3 separate regions of the Mus musculus genome follow, and all the other regions are linked to region 1. The links are chromatin contacts, called in public promoter capture Hi-C maps. All regions are on one chromosome and are shown on one strand. The core of a region is the stretch at or near the end of the contact, and the rest is flanking DNA. Distances in the headings are between cores, read along the strand shown. Region 1 holds the start of Fam168a (family with sequence similarity 168, member A). Region 2 holds the start of Thap12 (THAP domain containing 12). Region 3 holds the start of Emsy (EMSY, BRCA2-interacting transcriptional repressor).

The links. Promoter capture Hi-C pulls out the DNA fragments that hold promoters and counts their contacts.
Region 2: a contact with region 1 is called in a promoter capture Hi-C map of liver, with 12 times the contacts expected there. The contact joins the promoter of Thap12 here to the promoter of Fam168a in region 1. A contact is called at or near these places in 2 of 39 promoter capture datasets (both in liver).
Region 3: a promoter capture Hi-C map of liver shows a contact between it and region 1, with 2.8 times the contacts expected there. The contact joins the promoter of Emsy here to the promoter of Fam168a in region 1. A contact is called at or near these places in 4 of 39 promoter capture datasets (cranial neural crest, liver and pre-B cells).

The regions. Positions count from the first base shown.
Region 1 is chr7:100,704,981-100,708,897 of GRCm38.p6, reverse strand. It overlaps Fam168a (family with sequence similarity 168, member A), which reads right to left and starts at 2,263. Exons shown (of 9, transcript NM_001362169.1): 1 at 2,005-2,263.
Region 2 is chr7:98,700,708-98,704,632 of GRCm38.p6, reverse strand. It overlaps Thap12 (THAP domain containing 12), which reads right to left and starts at 1,386. Exons shown (of 5, transcript NM_028410.2): 1 at 1,155-1,386. The coding sequence starts at 1,243. Gm15506 (predicted gene 15506) reads left to right here and starts at 1,705. Exons shown (of 1, transcript NR_144495.1): 1 at 1,705-3,925. It also overlaps the pseudogene LOC108167485.
Region 3 is chr7:98,654,851-98,658,835 of GRCm38.p6, reverse strand. Emsy (EMSY, BRCA2-interacting transcriptional repressor) reads left to right here and starts at 2,267. Exons shown (of 20, transcript NM_172280.2): 1 at 2,267-2,362; 2 at 3,984-3,985.

The DNA of each region.
Region 1 (3,917 bases), core at 1,014-3,513:
CAACAAAATATGGTTGCATGTTACACTTTTTATTCACACCTGACAGAATTCTGATCACCTGAATTTCTCTAGAAGAAAATTCAATTTGTAGAAACAGCCCAATTATTTAAAAGCTTATCATGTCAAGAGAATCGAATGAAAAATTCCATCAGTACCAAACCATCTCACCAAAGAATGAATATTTATTACATTTCTATATTTCCTGTCTTCTCTCTGTTTACATAAAGTGATGGTGCCAAGACTCATCTCAGGATTATTAGCCTGCAATACAATGATGGGCCTAATTGCCTTGCAAACCAGGACACCAATAAATGGAGACTTCAAGCAATCAATTTTATTGGGGGGAGGTGGGGCTTGCTAACCTCTTTCTGCATACATGCACCTTGCCTGCCTAGAAAATAAATTCAGTCTTCCTATTTTTCAGTCTCATTAATCAGTTCTCAAGCAAGAATGCACCCTTAACAACCTCAAGTTCATCAAAGTCTATTTAAATTCCAAATTCCGGGACTAGTTTCAGTTTACCAGGGGGAGGGGGAAAGGAGAAAGCAGAGACAGTTTCACCTTCTCCCACCTTTGCTTTGAGAGCCCCCAACTTTCCCTTTTTGACATAGGAACTGCAAGACTCCCCACTCTCCCTTAATTCTACCTTAAATGGCTCTCTCATAACTTTACCCTTGGGGCTGCTATTTCCAGACAATTCCAACGTAAAACAAAAAGGTCAAATTGATAGCATGAGATATCCTCTAGGAGAATCTTTAATGTACCTTCTCTGTCCCCTGTGAAGACCCTTCTAATGGTCTTGTTATTACTGTCTCTCACCCAAGCAGCTGATGTAAATGTTCTAACCCCTAAACCTCTGGTGTGTCTTGGAGGACATCTTAATCCTTCCTTTCCTAAATAAACTGACCCACTCCATCCCCGCTGCCACCTCACCACAGGTAACCAGCTTATCACAGACATTTCTTCTGCAAAACTGGCAGAGAGACATTTTCTTTATGATACCATCCACTAACCTTGCTCGACACCTGCCAGAATTATTTTAGTTGAGTCCAGCTGAGTAGTCTGACATATCCTCTACCTCCAACTTCCGCTCAGGGGAGCCACCTTGTTCCTTCCAGAGACTCTAAACTCATCCTAAATCCTTTTCCACTGAGCCCTCATCCCCAATTTCAATCCCTGTCTTCCTATTTGGGGCCCAACTTACAATTCACTCCCTCCTGTCAGCTTACCTCATCCATCCATCTCCTGTAGTTGGAGGTCTCATCACTACCAGTCCAAATTCAAACCTCCAGCAGCAGCCTACCTCAAGAAAACCCCAAACAATTCCTACCTCTTCTGTTCTCTCCAAGCCCTATTTCCGTAAGTATTCACAAATTCCATCATCCCCAGAAGACAACAGCCCATTTCAAGCTGGGGTCTCAACCCATGCCAAAGCCCTCACCCCCAGCTCCTACCATCTCCATCTTCCTTCCCCAGGTCCACCCCAAGTCCCACCTTCCAAAATTAGCACTCCCTAGAGTCCCATCCAACGTTTATATCCCACTGGCATTGAAATCATCTCCTTAGCCCCCACCCCGCTCTGATCACAAGCTGTCAACTGCTTCAGGCCAACCCCAAATCATCACCTTCATTCAGTCCCATCCCCCATTAAAAGACATCCCACTCCAATCTCACCTTCCACCTCGCCCCAAGACAATCCCAAATTCCACCTCAATACCCTACACACCCCATGCTCCTATCCCTGGTCTGGTTATCCCTCCATGTAAAGTCCTACCCCCTCACCCCCCTCCGCTACCCTCCCTGACCTGCTGCTGTCCCACCCTCACCCCACTCCCAGCCCGCGTACGGACAAGTCTCCCCCACCAGCCCGCCGTTCCATCGCCACCTCGGTCCCCTCCCCCAAGCCGGCGCGGGGGCCCTACAGCCCCCACCCTCGTTCTCCCCGGCGCCACCAGCCCTGGCTCCACGGGAGCGGGCCGGGGGGCGGAGGGGGGGTCTCCTCACCGGCGAGCTGCTGCAGACGAAAACCGCGGCGGCCGCAACTGAAGCGGCGATGCCCTTGTCTTCTCTGGAGGCTACAGCGGCGACGCTCTCGTTCCCTCGTCCGTGTCCAGTAGGGTGGTGGATGGCGCGCAGGGACGGGAGCCTCCTCCTCCTTCTCCTCAGCTACTCAGATCTGAATCCTCTGCAGTAGCCGCGGAGAAACCCGACAGTGGGGGAAGGGGACGCTCGGCTGCAGGCAAGAGAGGAGGAGGCGGAGGGAGGGGGCGGGGGACCGCTGAGAAGGGCGGGGGAGGAGGAGTCGGCGCGCTGTCCCGACACGTCCCACAGCCTCCGAGCTCTTGAACTACAACTCCCGGCATGCTCTGCCACGGCCCTGCGCGGCCTGGTTCTCCCAACCCTGCTCCGGTCCTGGACCGCACCCTCTTGGGTCACAGACAATGGACTCCCACGGGCTTTTGTAAACTCAAAGGCCTCTTGGGAGGGAAGTTGGATATTTCCGCAGCCTCATCTCCATGAAGCAAAACAACCTACACATGCACTCTTTTCCGCCCAAGGGACTACACCTCCCAGCATGCCGCACACAGTTTCCCATTCTCTCCTTCCGGACCCCTCTCAGACCCGGTACTACAGTTCCCAGGAGTGTGGTCCTTGCGAAATGCTGGGACATGCAGTTCTCAGTCCTTCCTCCATGTTAAGAAAAAAAGAAGTGAAAGAGAGAAAAAGGGGAAGGACTATTCCAACCCACTGAGCTTGGGCCTAGATTGGCTACATCACCTGTAATTCTGTACTCTCCTCGCCATCTCCGTTGTCACTGTCTCGCCAGAACTAATGCTGCATCAGCTTCCCTGGCATCCCTGAAAATCAGAGGACAAGTCTGCAACTTAAATCCTCATGTAAAAAGCACATTTGTTTACATTTACATTACTTATAAGTATTTAATCTAAAAAGATTATCAAAAATTTTTGGAAAACAATGCCCACGGTTATTATAGGAGGTTGTTGAATATGAGTTGAGAAGGATGTAGATATTCATCAATAGAGGGCTGATTTAATAAATAGTGATGTATGTATTCAACGTAATGCTAAGCAGCCATTTAAAATGATGGTAAATATCTTTAGACATGAAAGGCTTTTCACAATTTCTTGTCAGAGGGGCAAATTGATAGCAAAAACAGCAAGATTAGACAGGTTCGATTTATTTGAAGTTCGAGGATATAAAAGCGTAAAGATTTCAGTGAAGAGATTCTCCAAAATGTTATCAGTGATTATCTTAAAGAAAGAATTGTTAGGTTTCAGGTTCCTCTTATCTTTTATACTGTCTGAATTGTTTAAGGAAGCACACACCGTTTTTTAAACATAAAAGGTTATTTCATATGCATACACACACACACACACACACACACACACACACACATGCTTGCACGCACACACACAGATACAGCTATAGATATTCCAAATACAACAACCTCTTGATTTCCCACCTACAAACTTTCCTTGGGTCTTGTTTACCTAAACAGTGTTTCAGGACTGTGTGTCTACCTTTCTGTAAATCCCACTATTAAAATAATGGTAGTTGTGTACTGTATTAGTTACTTCTCTGGTTGCTGAGACAAAATACTTGATAAGAGCAATTTAAGGAAGGAAGGAAGGAAGGAAGGAAGGAAGGAAGGAAGGGTTTACTGTAATTTACAGTTTTATCTTAGGGAAGATAAGTGTCAGGTCCAAAAGAAATTCAGGACAAATAGTGACCTGTGGTGCCTGGCTATTAGCATACCAAAGAGCATTCTGACCTCCATGCACCGCTTAGTGATCCCTCAGTTTCATAAGAACCTGTTACAGACTCCTTGGCTCTAACATGACCCTAAATTTCTTCAGTTCATGGGCTTCCCCCCCCCCCCCCGGCTTCTCATTATC
Region 2 (3,925 bases), core at 137-2,636, 2.0 Mb after region 1:
CAGCCCTAACTGGCCTGGAACTTACTCTAACCCAGGCCTGCTTCAAATCTCAATTCTCCCTGCCTCCTCAGCGCTGGGATAACAGACAATGTCCACTGCTCAGCTCCCTGGCTATGCTTTTTTCTTTAATCTGCTCTGGTATATGCACGAGCGTTTTGCACTTTGAGCATACCTGGTACACAGGAAGGCCAGAAGAGGTTGTGTAATCCCCTGGAACTGAAGTCACCTAATGTGGGTATAGAACCCAGGCCTTCTGCGAGTATAAGTGCTCTTCAGCATTGAGCTATCTTTCCACCTGTTCCCTAGCTAAAAGCCCTTCCAACCCCTGCTGTATTTTTCTTCAGGATATTTTTCATTATTGGACACGGTATTATAAATATTTTACTTGCCAATTTCCCAAGACTTGAATGTAACCTCTGAGAAGAGGGATTTTCATTGGTTCATGTTACCCACTCTCATACTCTGACCAATTTCTACCAACTGTCGGCTTTCAATAAATATTTGCTCAATTAATATCATGCTATATTCAGCGCTCGTTGATAGATCTGCTCTCTCTCTCTGTGGATTAGGTGCTTTCTGCCGTCCGTGACAAAATTCACTCGAGTCTCCAGCACCTGACATGAGTACTTCAAACATGGTTAAGCACTGATTTTTAAACGAATGAGCCAACAGGAGAGCTCTGAGAACTACCTGCAGTCTATCACACTAAGTCCCTATGATTCTCAGACTACGTCCCAGATTATAAACTACCCCAAGGAAAAGTGAAGTTGCAATACCATATTCCCACGCCCTCACACTTGTCCTCTGTGGTCCCAACAACCAAGGGAGACAATGAGTAACGGTCGGCATTTGAACACTGGGTTGACAAGTCCGAAGGAGGCAGTTGTGACCTGATTTAAGATCAAAGAAAGCGGCTCGCCTCCAAACAGAAACACTGTCCTAGAAGAGACCAGTGACGCGGGGGAAGGCAGGGCCCCTGGGAACACAGCCCTGGAGAAGGGTTACTTCTTTGACAGCTAAGGAACCGCGTCGGACCACCAAAGGCGCTAAGCGCCCACTTCATCCGCCTTCGCGCCCCCGGGTGGCACCCACTGGGCCGGGTGCCCGCGAGCGCACGTGCGCGCAAGTCCCTGAAGCTTCCGCGCCCCACTCACCTGGCCGGGTCCCGCGGGAACCTGAAGAAGGCCAGGTCAGACTGCGTGCTCTTCCGTGTGCAGTTGGGGGCAGCGCAGAAGTTCGGCATGGTCGTCCGGCCGCCGGCCGGTCCAGCCCTCCCCTCCCCGCCTCGTCAGGGCAGCGCGGCCGCCCCGCGGGGCCGGGGAGGGGAGCTGGGCCGGCCGGCCGGCTCCGCAAGGCCGCGCGCGGAGGAGGGGCTGGCGCGCGAAGCCGCGAGGGGCAGGAGGGGCGCGCGGGCCGAGGCTGGGCTGGGGCCGCGGCTCCACAGTGCTGTGTGCGGCCGGGAGGATTTACCGCCGCCGCCGCCGCTGCTGCACCTCCAGCCCGCCCGGGACGCTACCGCCTCCTTCCCACAATGCACCCTGGCGCTGGAGGGTGCCCTCTCTTCCCTCAGCTATCCGCCCCCGCCCTCTTCGCAGGCGACCGTCCCTGCGGGCGGGCATGCGCACTCGAGAGGGTCGGGCCAGCTGCGTAGTCTCAATGCACATGCGCACAACCCAACCCGCGCAAGGAAGGAATTGCGCATGCGCTGTAGTCTCCCCGGGACTGGCGAGCGCAACCCCGGGTTATTCGGGTAGGTTTGCTGTGTGCGGGTTCCTGCAGATCCAGGGCAAGCTAGAACGTTACTTCACGGCTGCGTCTGCCCGGCTTGTGTAAAAGTTGTCACGGTTCATGCGTCCATTGCGTGAGTCACCGTAGACTCTTAAAGGCAACAGATTCGGGATGACCCTTGCGATTGCTTTGAAACAACTCGCGGGTTGAACGCAAACATGAGTTGTAGAGGATTTAATTTTTAACCCGTTTTGCCTTCCGGTTACTCTGTGACCGAATTAGTGCTAGATTGCTAGCCGCACACCTTGACTAGACGCTAGGGTAAAAGCTCAGAAAAGCAGTAACTTCCTTGGTGGTTTCCAGAGAGGCAGGAATAGTGCAATGATTAGGCCAGCAGCACCCTAGAGATTTTTACCTCAGGCTTCTCACAGTCCTGGCCTGATAACGTTCCTGTATGGTTTTGTTTCAAAATGAGTGGCCGCTATTTAGAACAAAGTATCAAATTTTGCGTAAAATCGAACACGTCTGCAAGTAAGACCCACCACTTTTGAAAGAAGCGTATGGGGGTGAAGTGGTGTCGAGGGCTTGAGTATTTGACTGGCACAAAAGGTTTAAAGAAGGGTGGGAAAATGTCTGAGATGATCCATGAAGTAGTCGTCCAGTCACCCACAGAACGGATGCAAATATCCAAAAGGTCACGGACTTTGTGTGAACAAGCAGTTAACAGTGAGAAGGATGGCTGAAGAAATTACATTTAGAGAAAGAAACCATTAGATTCATTCTGAAAGGAAACCTGAACACGAGAAAAACGTCTGTCAAAGCTATAGCAAGTATTTTGAAGGATCAGCCTGAACTTGGGGAAATTTGAGTGTCCATCTGGTCATTCAAAGGAAATTAAGAACGCTAGTTTATAGGTGAGGGAAAAGAGGACAAGTTCTGAGATGTGGAGTTAGCTGCAGCAGAGTGCTGATGAGGAAATGGCTCTGCCTGTGTAGAATCCCAGAAGTCGGGCCCCTGCCAGCCACCTTCTGCAGGGAGCATGCTCAGAGAGTAGGAGATCTGACGACTGCTACGGTATCAGACATGGAGATGCAGCGTTTGGAGTTTGCCCAGCTGGTTTCCTGTCTTGCTATTGGGATTACAATAAAGTGATTGGATGAATCTCAGAAGAGACTTTGAACTTTTTTTTAAAAGATTTTATTTATTTATTTTATGTATATGAGTACGCTGTAGCTGTCTTCAGACACACCAGAAGAGGGCATTGGATCCCATTACAGATGGTTGTGAGCCACCATGTGGTTGCTGGGAATTGAACTCAGGACCTCTGGAAGAGCAGTCAGATCTAACCATTGAGCCATCTCTCCAGCAACTCTGAACTTTTAACATTGTTGAGCTGCTATAGACTGGGGACTCTGGAAATTAGACTAAATGTATTTTGTATTATGCTATGTTTAGCTGTGGCCCTTATAGCCTCATATGTTTGAACAAGTCTGTGGGGGCCAGGGAGTGAAATGTGATGGTTTGTATGTGCTTGGCCCAGGGAGTGACCCTATTAGGAGGTGTGGCCTTTAGCAGATGTGTAACTGTGGGTGTGGGCTTAAGACCCTAACCCTACCTGCCTGGAAGTCAGTCTTCCACTAACAGCCTTCAGATGAAGATGGAGAACTCTCAGCTTCTGCACCATGCCTGCCTGGATGCTGCCATGTCCCCGCCTTGATGATAATGGACTAAACCTCTAAACCTATAAGCCAGCCCCAATGAAATGTTGGCCTTTTTAAGACTTGCCTTGGTCATGGTGTCTGTTCACAGCAGTAAAACGCTAAGACACCCAGCAGTAGTCAAACAGCAGCAGGATGTCTCAGGTTTGGGGGAAGAGGAATTACCGCCCTAACTTAGTCCAGAGCAAAGCACTTTGAAATGGCTGTGCACCGTCAATGAACACGACAGAGATCATAATGACCTAGGTGGCAGAAGAGTTCCCACTAACTCTGAAGTGCCTGCTTGCTGTCCTGTCCTGGACCTTACTTCACAGCTCTCTTAGGTTCCTAATTCTGTACACTCAGATCCAGCCATGATCCCATATCTCAGTGTTTTCTCAGTGCCCTGCAGACACTCATTTTCTTGTCTAGCTTGCTCTTGGTTCTCAGATTCCCTGTTGTTTGATTCTGGGCCACCCTTCCAGGTGTGTCTGCTTTGG
Region 3 (3,985 bases), core at 1,018-3,517, 2.1 Mb after region 1:
ATGTGTTCCTGCTAACATTAAATCTTGAGAGGTACTACTGGCTGAAGGTAGACTCTAGGACCAAGCTGCCTATATATAACAGGTAGAGTTTTCTCATTGTGTGTGTGTGTGTGTGTGTGTACGTTGGAGATCAGAGGAAACTTCTGTGAAGCCAGTTCTCCCACTATCACTGGAGGATTGAATTCAGGTCATCAGGCTTGCAAGACAGACACACAACACTTGTTGAACCTTCTCGTCAACCCCAGGCTGCCAAAACTTAAATTCTTGTTTTATCAATCTACTTATGTGGGACCTTAGGGATGCTTTTTAACCCGTACCAAGGACCTATTATGTAAGAGATGGAGGGTCAACTCTAATAATCTGTCACTTATTTTTGACTTACTGTAAAAGTTTTTGTTGTCTTAAAAGATTTACTTTCGGTGTCTGGGTATTTTGCCTGCGTGGATATCTGTATACTACATGTGTCCAGTGCCTAAGGTACTCCTGTAACTGAATTAATGGTTGTGAGCCATATGGGTGCTGGGAATAGAACCCAGCTTCTCTGGAAGAGAGGCCAGTGCTCTTAAGCACTGAGCCATTTCTCCAGCTCTTTAGAGACAGGGCTCTACTATGTGAACCCTCTCAGTTCACCAGTTCCTGAACAACTGTGCTTTCCCATTTATAGAGTGGTGAAGCTTAATTACGCCTGTCTCACGGAGATGCTGCAAGAGTCAAATCATAGAATGTCTGTTAAATTACAAAACCTCCTATTAAAACTTAATTTACCAGTGAGGTGGTGGTGGTGTACACCTTTGATTCCTGTCTCGAGAAGACTTAATTTACTACCTTGCAAGGTATTCTTAAGAAACTGACCTCAAAATAGGGTGCAATAAGAAGGCCAGGAGAGCTGTATAGGAAATGGTCCTTTTTATTTCTGACTAACCTACAGCTCCATTCAGGAGCAGGAGTAGACTCATATGCAGTGGTTCACAATTTACTTAAAAACTTCTTCTTTTTTCTTGTTTTGGTCTCGGTGTCTCTTGCAGTCCAGTCTGACCCTGCATTCCTCATCTTCTTCCACTTCTACAGTGCTGAGATTATAAATGTAATTCATAATGAACTAGGAAAAGAACTTTCATTCACGTTGTGTATCTTAATATTCCCACAGGGTAGTTTTTCTCGTGTGTCCATCCTAACATCCCTTAGTGCTAGGAATCCGATTCAGGTCTCCAGGTCTTGCACATACTTGACAAGCAATCTGCCATTGAGCTAGATGTCCTCCCAGTGGTTACCCTAGTTTTCACGGGAATCTGCTAACAGAAGGATGCACACTAACAATTCCTCAAGATTTGCACTTTCATTGCATCCGATGCTACCAGAGTTCTTTATTTAGAGGGAGGACACAACAAAATTCGATGGGATTTATAATACTAGAAATTAACTTTGAGTTCTTGGATCAGAGAAACAATATATTGGGTCCCTATCGATCTGTAAAATAGGGGCACAAGGCCTCCACAACATTGTGTGGTTAAGAACAAAGGCTGATGGTGAACCTACCATGTCGTAGTGCCTCAAGTAAGTCCCTTCTTCCCTTTGTCAGATTTTGCACGAGATATCACTACCTCTCCTACTTCGTACATGGCGTAACTCCAAGCTGAGACCGCTCGGATTCCTTTCCTCCACTTGCAACTCCTAACACCGAGAAAGGTGTACGGGCCACTGTGAGGTCTTCTCTCTCCGTAGTGGATAACCTTTCTTGAGTTGTCGTTTGGGTGGCTGGAAGACGCTGATGACTACTCCCAAGCGTCTACGGAACCAGATCTTAATCCTCAACTGGGCATCAGGGACCAAGCTGTGTTCTTTTCATCCCAACCCTCGCTAGAGTGAAAAGGTCGAAGCTCAGCTCCAATTACAGACGCCATCTTGACCGCTACGTGTGACGCCACACGTACAGCCGAAAGAGCAGCTGATTGGCTGGGAAAGACCGGAGGATAGGCGCGCGAAGCTGGAGACTGGAGGGTAATGTAGAAGCCGAAAGGAACTACACTCCCAGACTTCCTTGCGCATGTGACCAGCAAGCAGCAAGAGAAAGAGGAGCGAGGTTGGACTCGGACTACAACTCCCACTAGGACCCGCGTTGTCCGCCCTTTCCTTTCAAAAGGCAGAGGAAAAGGGACAGGAAGAATGGAGGCTTTTGAGTGCTCGTTTCTCAAAAGGCGGGAAAGGCGAACTACACCTCCCGGCGAGCCGCGCGCGCCTGCGCCTGCGCTCTGGTATCTGTCGCCATCTTGCCCCTTCTGAGGCACCGCAAACAAACCTAATTCCTGGTGTCCCCTAGTCTTGGCGGAGGAGCCTTTTAGATGAGCCCCGAAAGGCCGGGCAGGTGGGTGTCTCTCAGGCAGGGTCCTGGGAAAAGCTGGCAGGCTATCCAGGGTAGGGGAGCGCTTGGCCAGGCACGGGGAGCCCGGCTTGGGTCGGTCAGCCCCATCCTCCGTTGTTTCCTAACGGGATCGCGGGGCTCCCTCAAGTGGACTGAGGGCGACTCCGGCATGCCTGGTGATGGGACGCCGGAGGTCGAGGTCTAGGAGCCCCGAGGCGACTCCGGGTTGTCTGACTGTCTGTCCGTGCCCCCGCTTTTTCTCCGTTGTCGTCTCCGCTGAGGAGTGCGCGAGGCGCGGACGCTGGCCAGGGTTCCCAAGACTGGCTGCTGGCCGCGGGGGCGCGGGCTTGACATTGGAACCCGCTCGGAGCCGCGCGGGCGAGGAGCCGGGCGGGCTGCTCTTGTTGTGGTGCTGTGAGCGAGTGCGTGTTTAGAGAGGGGGCGGGGCGGGCTGCCTGCTGACACTTGAGCGGGGGACGGAGTCGGTGCGACCCCGGTGCCGGGAGCACGCTCCGGCTTCTGCTGCCCGGCTTTCCTTTGCTGTGCGGCCCCGCCGTGCGTTTCCCTGGAGGGGATGCTTTGGGATGCCGTGACGTGGTACCCGATTCGGGCGGTCGCCGGCCGCCTCCGAGATTCTACCGGGAGGCGGGGACTGGCTTGGGGAGCGAGCGGATTCCTTTGGCTCTGCCCCTTCCTCCTCTCCACCCCCTTTCTTTATGTCATCCTGCCAGCTGGGGCGCGCCATCCAGTTTGGCTCGCTCAGAGTTGGTTCTGAGCTCAGAGGACTATGGGAAGTAGGGGGAAGGGGGCTCCACTTGAGGCCAAGAGTTGGAGTTAGCAACCCAGAGCCTGGAACGCAGTTGAAGAGTCATATCGGTTTAGTGTTTGACTCTTAGGCTGGCTCATTCATTCATTCTACTCTGCTGCTGACCATCCATTTATCAGTTTAACAGATGTTAAGGAAGATCTACTGAGTTCTCAACCTGTAGTGTAGTTTTGTTTGACCAAGGAATTCACAGTGCGAAATTCTAGGCTTTTAAACTTTTGGTAACTGGTCGAAATGACTCTTTTTTTACTGCCAAAACTTGAGAAAAGAGTTATTGAGTTTCATTTATCCAAATGACATGCTCCACCGTTTGCTTATTTTATCTCCTAACTTATTATTAAGGAAACTGGCAGAGGTCAAATCACTTGTCCAAGGTTGCACAGGTGGTAGAGTCTGTTTGGCAAGTCATATGCCAGCCACTATGACAGAACTTGGCTTGCCCTGTTTTCTAAATAATACTTGAAACAAACTTGGGATTACTTTTTTTTTTTTTTTTTTTAAAATAAAGGCATACAAATTGGGTTCAGAGAGGCCAATTCACAAGGATGAAACAACTAATTATGTTGTAAAGCTGGAACTGGAACCAAGAAGTGTTTGACTTTAAAACCTGTTCTTTCCCCTGTTAGTATGAGCTGGGTCATTGTGCTCTCAAATGGTGTTTTTTTTCCTTTGTCAGGAGCTGGAGTGTGGAGATGAAAATGGTATGAGTTATCTTTTCAATCTTAGTTTGTAGCCAGTCGAAGGCTTTCTATATCCTTGCGTATACATTGGTAATGTGATTTGTTTTTCCTCTGATAGGG